Linked DNA regions of Rattus norvegicus: region 1 is linked to region 2. A link is a contact called in public Hi-C data. All regions are on one chromosome and are shown on one strand. Each heading gives the region's core, a stretch centred on a gene start, on an enhancer-like site or on the middle of the called end of the contact. The rest is flanking DNA. Distances are from core to core; before and after follow the strand shown.

Region 1 (3,746 bases), core at 828-3,327, 250 kb after region 2:
TTCTCTTGGGGCACATCTGAAGTGGAAACTTAAGGGTTCTTTGGAAGGTTGGTCGGATGCTGTTTTGCTGGGGCAAATGTGTGAAGGAACATTTAGCTGAAGTGGACACAGATGAAATACTAAGGCAAACTCGTGAAGGAGCGTTTGGCTGAAGCAGACACAGGAGAAAGGATGTTCTGCTAAAGCAAGCACGTGAAAGGACACGTGATGAATTCTTTACTAACAACACTTGTGTATTGGTTCACTTTACATTGTGTAGTTGAGCTGTGTTTGTTGGGACTCCATAGATAGAAATCCACCAAAAACCTTCTGGTGATATGCTGCAGTTTCTTGTCATTTCTACAGACTTGGGCTGATTGGCTGAGTAATGTCAACTGAGACAGACGAATGTGCGGAGGCAAGACCTGTGGAGGATAGGTGATGTTTGGAGGGTATAAATAGGAGCTGATGGACACTGGTGTGGGCTGAGCTTGGCTTGCTTATAGATCTAGCCTTGCAATGCTTGTTGGTCTAGCATCTTCACTGATCTTCTCTTCTTCACTGAGAGAGGCGCAGCCGAGCTCTTTTCCAGGCATTCCTCTCTGGTCCCTTCTGCTGACTCAAGCCAAGTCTGATGCGTGGCTGTCTCTTCTGGGTTGTGTCACTGCTGTTGCTAACTCGACTCTACTGAATTTGACTGCTGGTGTATCCATGACGTGTTTGTAAGTGGATAGAGCTGCTGCTGCCCGCTAACCTGTGAACTGAACTGCTGATGTCCATACAACACAGTTGGGAGTTGCACCAAAGAACCTTTCTAAGCAAGACCACTTCCCTCATAGCCTTTCTTTCCCACTCCCTCTGGTGGGGTGGTGGGCTAAAAGGGAGATTATAAAACATTTAAGAACCATCATTAAAAATAAGTTTTGAAGAAAATTAAAGTTATAAAGATTCATTCTCTGTGTGGAAATGTTAATTGTTCATACTTGGAGGTAAGTTGGTGGATATTTTTTCATTAATGAATTTTAAAATTTTTTGTACAACTCCTCCACAAACAAAAACAACACACCACCTGAGCTCCATACCTAAAACCATGGGGGAAGAAACTGGTCTCTACAAATTGTTATCAGACCTCCCCCCAACACTCTCTCTCTCTCTCTCTCTCTCTCTCTCTCTCTCTCCCTCTCTCTCTCTCTCTGTCTCTCTCTCATTTTTTTTTAAACCTTAAAAAAATCCACAATCTGGGGCTGGAGAGATGGCTCATCGGTTAAGAGCACTGACTGCTCTTCCAGAAGTCCCGAGTTCAATTCCCAGCAACCACATGATGGCTCACAACCATCTGTAATGGGATCCGATGCCCTCTTCTAGTGTGTCTGAAAACAGCTACAGTGTCATATAAATAAAATAAATAAATAAATAAAAATCCACAATTTATCAAAATGCTTCCTTTGTCATGACAACTTGCCTAGAAATTTGAAAAGACCTTCGATATAGGGTATACCATTTCCTCCCATATTTGCCCAGGATTGATGCACAGTTGACTGAAGCCAGGGACTGGCCATCTGTGAGCATTTTGCTGCAGCTAAACTGGGGGCTGACAGAGGTTGATGGTAGTTATTTGTATATAAAGAATTACTTCCCAAAGTCTTAGCTATCACATACCAAGAAAGATGATTGTGAAATGCAGGAACAAACTCAAGTATTTCCCAGCTGTTGTGGTACAGTTGGTATGCGTAATTCTGCCTGATAGTATTTACCTCTTGGTTGTCTAAGCAGAACTTTGTGGTGGCAAGTAAGGATTAGTGGGCACATCCAGCAGTTATCAAGGTAAGTGGTTGTGCCAGTGAGCCTTACACTCAAACACTCAGCTTGGTGATGTCCAGCTACCCTCTTAAGTTGTACTGTTTGAGAGGTTTGTCCAGGAATTATGTGCTGCACAGATCTTGTGAAGACAGAGGCCTAGCTAGAATGTTTCCCAGGACTCCGAAGCCTCCGTCACTTCTCATCTAAGCTCCTTGAGCATGGACATTGCAACAGCAACCCCTAGTGTGTTACAGGGTGAAAACAGGACTCTAGCTAATGAGGTGAGCTGGAGCAGGACGTGGCAAACAGGCATCTTGGTGTTCATTGAGCAACACAGGCAGATCTAAATGAGCAACATCGTGGTGTTTTCTAGGTCTCTACAGCTGGGGAAGGAGAAGACAGCAGGATGTTAGGTTTTAGATTACTTTAGAAGAGAATGCATATCCTAAGAAGAGGCAAAGAGTAGGAGGGAATCAGTAGGCCACTGGAGGAGAGAGCTGTTCTCATGAGCAATTTGCTATTCTCCCAAAGACCGAAAAACTTGGCTGTGCACAGGGGGAGTGGTTAGGGCTTTGCTCACGAAGGTCTTGCAGCTGATCATTCAGATTGGAGGCCTACTGTGGGGGCAAAAGTCTTTTCCCCCTAAGGTGGTTCAATTGAAATTCTAGAGATGTCAAACAATAACCTAAAGGCTGTCAAAGTGTACATGGATGATAGATATTTACTAATTCTAGAGTTTTGATTAAAAGGACTAGACCCAAGCAAGACAGGGAACTAAGAAGGAGGTGGTGGTGAAGGTGGCAATGGAGACACGAATCAGGGAGTATGGGTGTGAGTACAACAGACCCCACTTCACAGAGCTCACAGTTTGTTCGGTTGCCAAGGATCAGCTCGCCACAGCCCACAGCGTAGACCTTGGCGTTTGCATGTTTCAAGCATGAGTCACATACAGGCAGAGCGGGATTCCTCAAATGGAAAGTACCCACAGTTCAAGATGTTGTCTCCTGCTTGCCCTGTCTGTCTCTTCTGAAAAAGTGTAAAAAGTCCACCAGAGGGCTGTTTTCTAAAGAAGGCGTGATGAAGCCAGGTACTTTTGACTGGTGACAATGACAAACCTTGAGGTGACAGGATGGTGATGATGGGGTAAATCCTGACCCCAGGGGTGCTGAGCTGTGACTTTAAGGACTCTCTTTCTCAGGTCAGGTTTCATTCCCCATAGAAGCAGCTGCATTGATTCCTGCCAGGTTCTTTCCAGCAATAAAAAACATTCGGTCTCTCGAGGTGGATACCATTCGAGAAGGGACAGAGCCAGGACATCTTGGGGACACTGTTATTTGGGGAGGAGGATAAGACCAGACTGAAACTGAAAAGCAGAGAGGGGAACATGAAGAGGAAGTGTGACTCTAAAAAATCAAATTCAGGCTGCTTAATACTTAATGCTAGGACCTTCATTCCCGGGTTCATTTTCTCACTCGCAGCTGCTTAGATCTGAGAGTGGCGCTGTGTATATGATTGTTTTATGTTTCAGAGAAGCCCAGTTAGTTTTACTTTTCTAGTTCAAATTGTTTTTCACAACAACTCACAAAGCTCACAGTTGTAGCCGATTCCTAAGTTGCAGTGGCTTCTTTAAGAACTATGAGGTGTGGGATTTTTGATGTTGTTGTTGTATGGGGTGATTTTCTATTAGCTTTCTTGTTCAGGGCAGGGTACTGCAGACTGAAATGCTTAGTCCTAGAAAGCAAGCCATCTGACTTGTGTTATACCTGAAATATCCAGCTAGAATATGTTTTAGGAAATGGCTTTTCGCCTTGAAATATGAATTCCAGTACAGAGACACTGAATCACGGTTTTTCTTTCATGTAACTGACAACCGCACAACTTTTCTCCTTAAAAAGAGGCAATGCCAAATCCATGGACTGATTTGTTCTTGGAAAAGACTAAAATTACACCTTCACAAACACAGGCGA
Region 2 (3,707 bases), core at 694-3,193:
TAAAACTGTGGGGGGGGGAGGGAGAGAGGGAGGGGAGGGGAGGGGGAGGGAGAGAGAAGGCCAGAGGTGAACGTAGATGGTATGATGCATGCACCTTGATCTCTGACAGCCTCTCACTTGCTCTGGACCTCACCAATTAGGCTAGGCTGGCTGGTTAGTCCTTGGATTCTATCTGCCCTTGTCTTCCCAGAGCCAGCTACTACACCCAGAATTTTTACAAAGAGGACACATACACAAGCTTTCTGAGTTTTAAACCAGGGTTCCAACTATGATCCTCTTGGTTGTGCAAAAAGCGCTTTACTACTTGCCATTTACTTTAAAATATTTAAATAACAGGTTGTGGCCATCTTTCCATGTGAGTTCTGGTACAGCCACATAGTTCCTTCTCAATGGCTTGAAAGTGGCCGTCTAGGACCATCCAACCACGTAGCGACACAGCAGGACTCTGAATCTGGTGCTTTGCGGCTTCATGGCCAAGTGGTTTTGACCCATCAGGACACAGAAGGACCGTGCATTTCAAACCAGGAGCTACCACATGCTTAACAAAGCGCCATGTTAGGTTCAAGATGAAATGATACCATTTTATTAGGTTCTGAGACTCTGATAAATCAAGGGACAATCAGGAGGGAAGTAAAATCTAACCATGGCTTAGGAGACGATGTCCTGGACCCTCCTACTGCACAATGCTCCACAGCCCTGGGCTAATGATGCCCTGGCGTCTCTTGGGAAATCATAGTGACGGGGAGCATCTGCAGGCCAGAAGGGACCACCGAGTCCAGCCAGTCCAACCCTTTGTCTTAGGAGAAGAGGGAATTGGACTGAGAGATGAGCCCCAGGTGACAAGTCTCTTTCTGTCTCCACTAAGTGGGTGTGGCTGCTGGCTAAGTCATATTGAATAGTGCCCTACCCAGTTTTCACCCCACTTCTGTTGACTCAGTCACAGGGAAGCCTGCTTTCCCAAGCGTGTCATTGGTATTGTTCATTTCTCCTGTACACATGTGTCCTCATATTGGCCTGCCTAGCATTATTAAAAGACATTTATGTTTTCTCTTCGCTTCCATTTCCTTCCAGGGAAATGGGAAAATCAATCTGAGCGTCATTAAGAGAAAATTCCCCGCAGAAGATTGCTGGTGACGATGGATCTGTTACCTAACTTACCTTCTGCGCCTAACTGGGATTTCTTCTACAGGGCATGAGACAGGACATGGTACTATGTCATTGCCTGGATGCAAGGCTTTTCCTCACTTGCCAAGTTTTCATTCCATTGTTCCACGGCCATCCATGAATCCCATCTCCACCCTGATTAATTAGCTTCCAACTCCTTCATATTGACCCAACGATATTGGCTGGCTTCATTAGTGTCAGGAAACCTCTAAGAATGTTTCTGTAGACTCTGATGAAATGCCCTTTTCTCTTGCCCTGTTGGAGATATACCCCAGGAGCAGGAGGTGATCCGTCATGCCGTCTCCTGCACTGCGTGCAGTAAATGCCAAAATGATAGCTCGGCACTCCATGCAGCTGGGTGTACATGCTGCCTGGTAACTAGGTAGGGCTCCATGTCCTCCTTCTGGAACCCCTTGGGACTGCTGTCTTTTCACTTCTGGAGGCTGTCTGAATGGGTCTAAGCACCAAACTCAGCCTGTGGAGGTGCTGGCTGTCCAGCTTGCCTCTCATAGCAGCCCCACAGCTCAGAGATCAGAGAACCTGATTTACAAACGTCTGCCTCTTTTGATCGACTTTGATCCTCTGGGGAGAGATGGGAGTAAAAGTCTTGAAGCTGAATGTTTTCTAATCTGTCACAAAGAGAACCGGATGGGAAGAATGATACAAAATGCCTGGGCAGGGAGAGGGACTTTAGCTAAGAGCCGTATGCATAACGGATTGTACTCAGTAAAATGCCTCATAGGGTGTGGTTACTCACTGTCTGGCTGGAATTAAAATTCCAATAGCTGCTTTCCTCACCAGCAACCTCCAGGATATAGAGAATGTGTTTATTTAACACCATTAGACCCTTACAGCCAACTCCTCCTTTCATGCAGGCCTCTCTTAAGATGGCTTTCATATGCACTTAGAATCAATCCCAAAATGCCCTCCACACCTCTTCGCCTGCCTCAGTCAGGGTGGCCAGGCCCAGCCGGAGGCATCTCATACATCTCCATCAGGCAAAGCCAGAGCTACAGCCAGAGCCAGCCCATCCCCCTCCAAGCAGCCTGCCAGCATGCAGCAGGGCCCTGGGAGCCGATACACAGACTGCAGTGTTTGGCTGATTCATTTGTCTTCATTAATGTTGCTTATAGCCGAGGCCTTTGTCACATATATGATTATGTGAGATTCAGTTCTCTTGAATGTGTAAACACAGAGCTCTGGTGTGAGGCTCCAGGCCAACAGAGGCCTAAAGAAACTTCCCGCTGTTGCGGGTAGGAGCAGCCTGTGCTCTCGGCTGCAGGGATAGGCCCACCCTGGGGGATGGGATCTTTGTCTCAAATCTCTGCAAGTGGCTCTTGGAGTGACTGAGGGCCTGGAAGGTCCAAGTTTGCCTTGCTCCCCTGTCCCAGAGCCTGGCTTCTTGCAGGATGGTCACTGCATGGGAGTGTATCTCCACTCTCCTCCCATAGCTGTCACGTTCACTTACTTATTCCTGTTAGGAAACATGTCCCCTCTTGCGTCCTGGGTCTGGTCTTCCTCTAAGGAACTACTGGTTTCTGAACAGTCTCCCTGTTTCTCTCTTCTAGTCTTGTTCACTTCTAAAACACATCACCCTGCAGTAATGCAATCTTTATAAAATATGGGTTGGTTTAGATCAGGTTCCTTCCCTGGAAAAGGTTAAACAGTTTAGGCTCTGGGGATTAACCCTCATGCCCCAACAAGCTTCAATGTGGCCATGTCTTGCTCTGTCCCTTCCTTTCCCCCTCAGTGGGGTTTCTACTTTGTCCCAGGGTCCCACAGCAGTTTTATCTTATGCCCAATATCTTGGGGCTTTTTGATTCATGAGATTTAAGGTTCTAACTAATGCACTCCCCTGTTTCGGACTAAGACAAGGGAACATAAAAATGTGGGCCGGATAAAGTCGTTCTTCTACTATACATTGTTGTCTAGGGACTGGAGTTTCCTTTTCGGGCCATCATTCCCAGGTCATGTTAGGCACAAAAAAAAAAAAAAAGAATGAATTGCCAGGGGAAAGGGGAGGGGGAGTTACTAAAAGGCACATGGCTGGGAGCCCAGGGAGGTCTGGCTCAAGAAAGAACAACTCTGGGACCCAACTCCCTGCCTCCCCCTCCCCACAAGCAGCTCACTTTCTTCTCTCCCTTCCACTTCCTTCTTCTTGCTCAGTGGTCTCTTTCCTCTGCTAACTCACGGCAGGCAGGCATCAGGGTCTACGTGAACTTGTGAAGCCCTGCCCACTGCCCTCTACAACTTTTCAGAAAGAGCGATGGTCACACTCAGCTCTGAACCAAGCCAGTCTGAACATAGGTTGTCTAGACTGCAAACTCTCCCAGACTCCCAGCTTTGACTAGGAAGTAGGGTGTGCGTGTGTGTGTTTGGAGTGGGGGCTGTACTGCCCACTTATCAAGGGCTGGAGTGGGTCATCTTCAAAGAACCCCATTTCCAATAAGATCCCATTTCTGGCAGTGGGGGTTGGGATCTTACCCTCCTTTTTAGGAGACACAATTCAACTCAGCAGTAGCTGAAGACAGAACCTCTCCTGG

The links. Hi-C and Micro-C count contacts between places; a contact is called where the count stands out from the background.
Region 1: a contact with region 2 is called in a Hi-C map of the A7r5 cell line, with 4 times the contacts expected there. The contact joins two enhancer-like sites. A contact is called at or near these places in 3 of 12 Hi-C or Micro-C datasets (the A7r5 cell line, the Rat2 cell line and liver).

What each region holds. Positions count from the first base shown.
Region 1 is chr6:75,837,869-75,841,614 of GRCr8, forward strand. No RefSeq gene overlaps it. Among named protein-coding and RNA genes, the nearest start is that of Akap6, 80 kb to the right of the region's middle. Within about 2 kb of position 2,078, at least 28 of the 93 cell types and tissues checked have an H3K27ac peak or open chromatin away from gene starts, as enhancers often do. A contact at or near this core is called in the A7r5 cell line, where this site is marked.
Region 2 is chr6:75,587,753-75,591,459 of GRCr8, forward strand. No RefSeq gene overlaps it. Among named protein-coding and RNA genes, the nearest start is that of Arhgap5, 120 kb to the right of the region's middle. Within about 2 kb of position 1,944, at least 30 of the 93 cell types and tissues checked have an H3K27ac peak or open chromatin away from gene starts, as enhancers often do. A contact at or near this core is called in the A7r5 cell line, where this site is marked.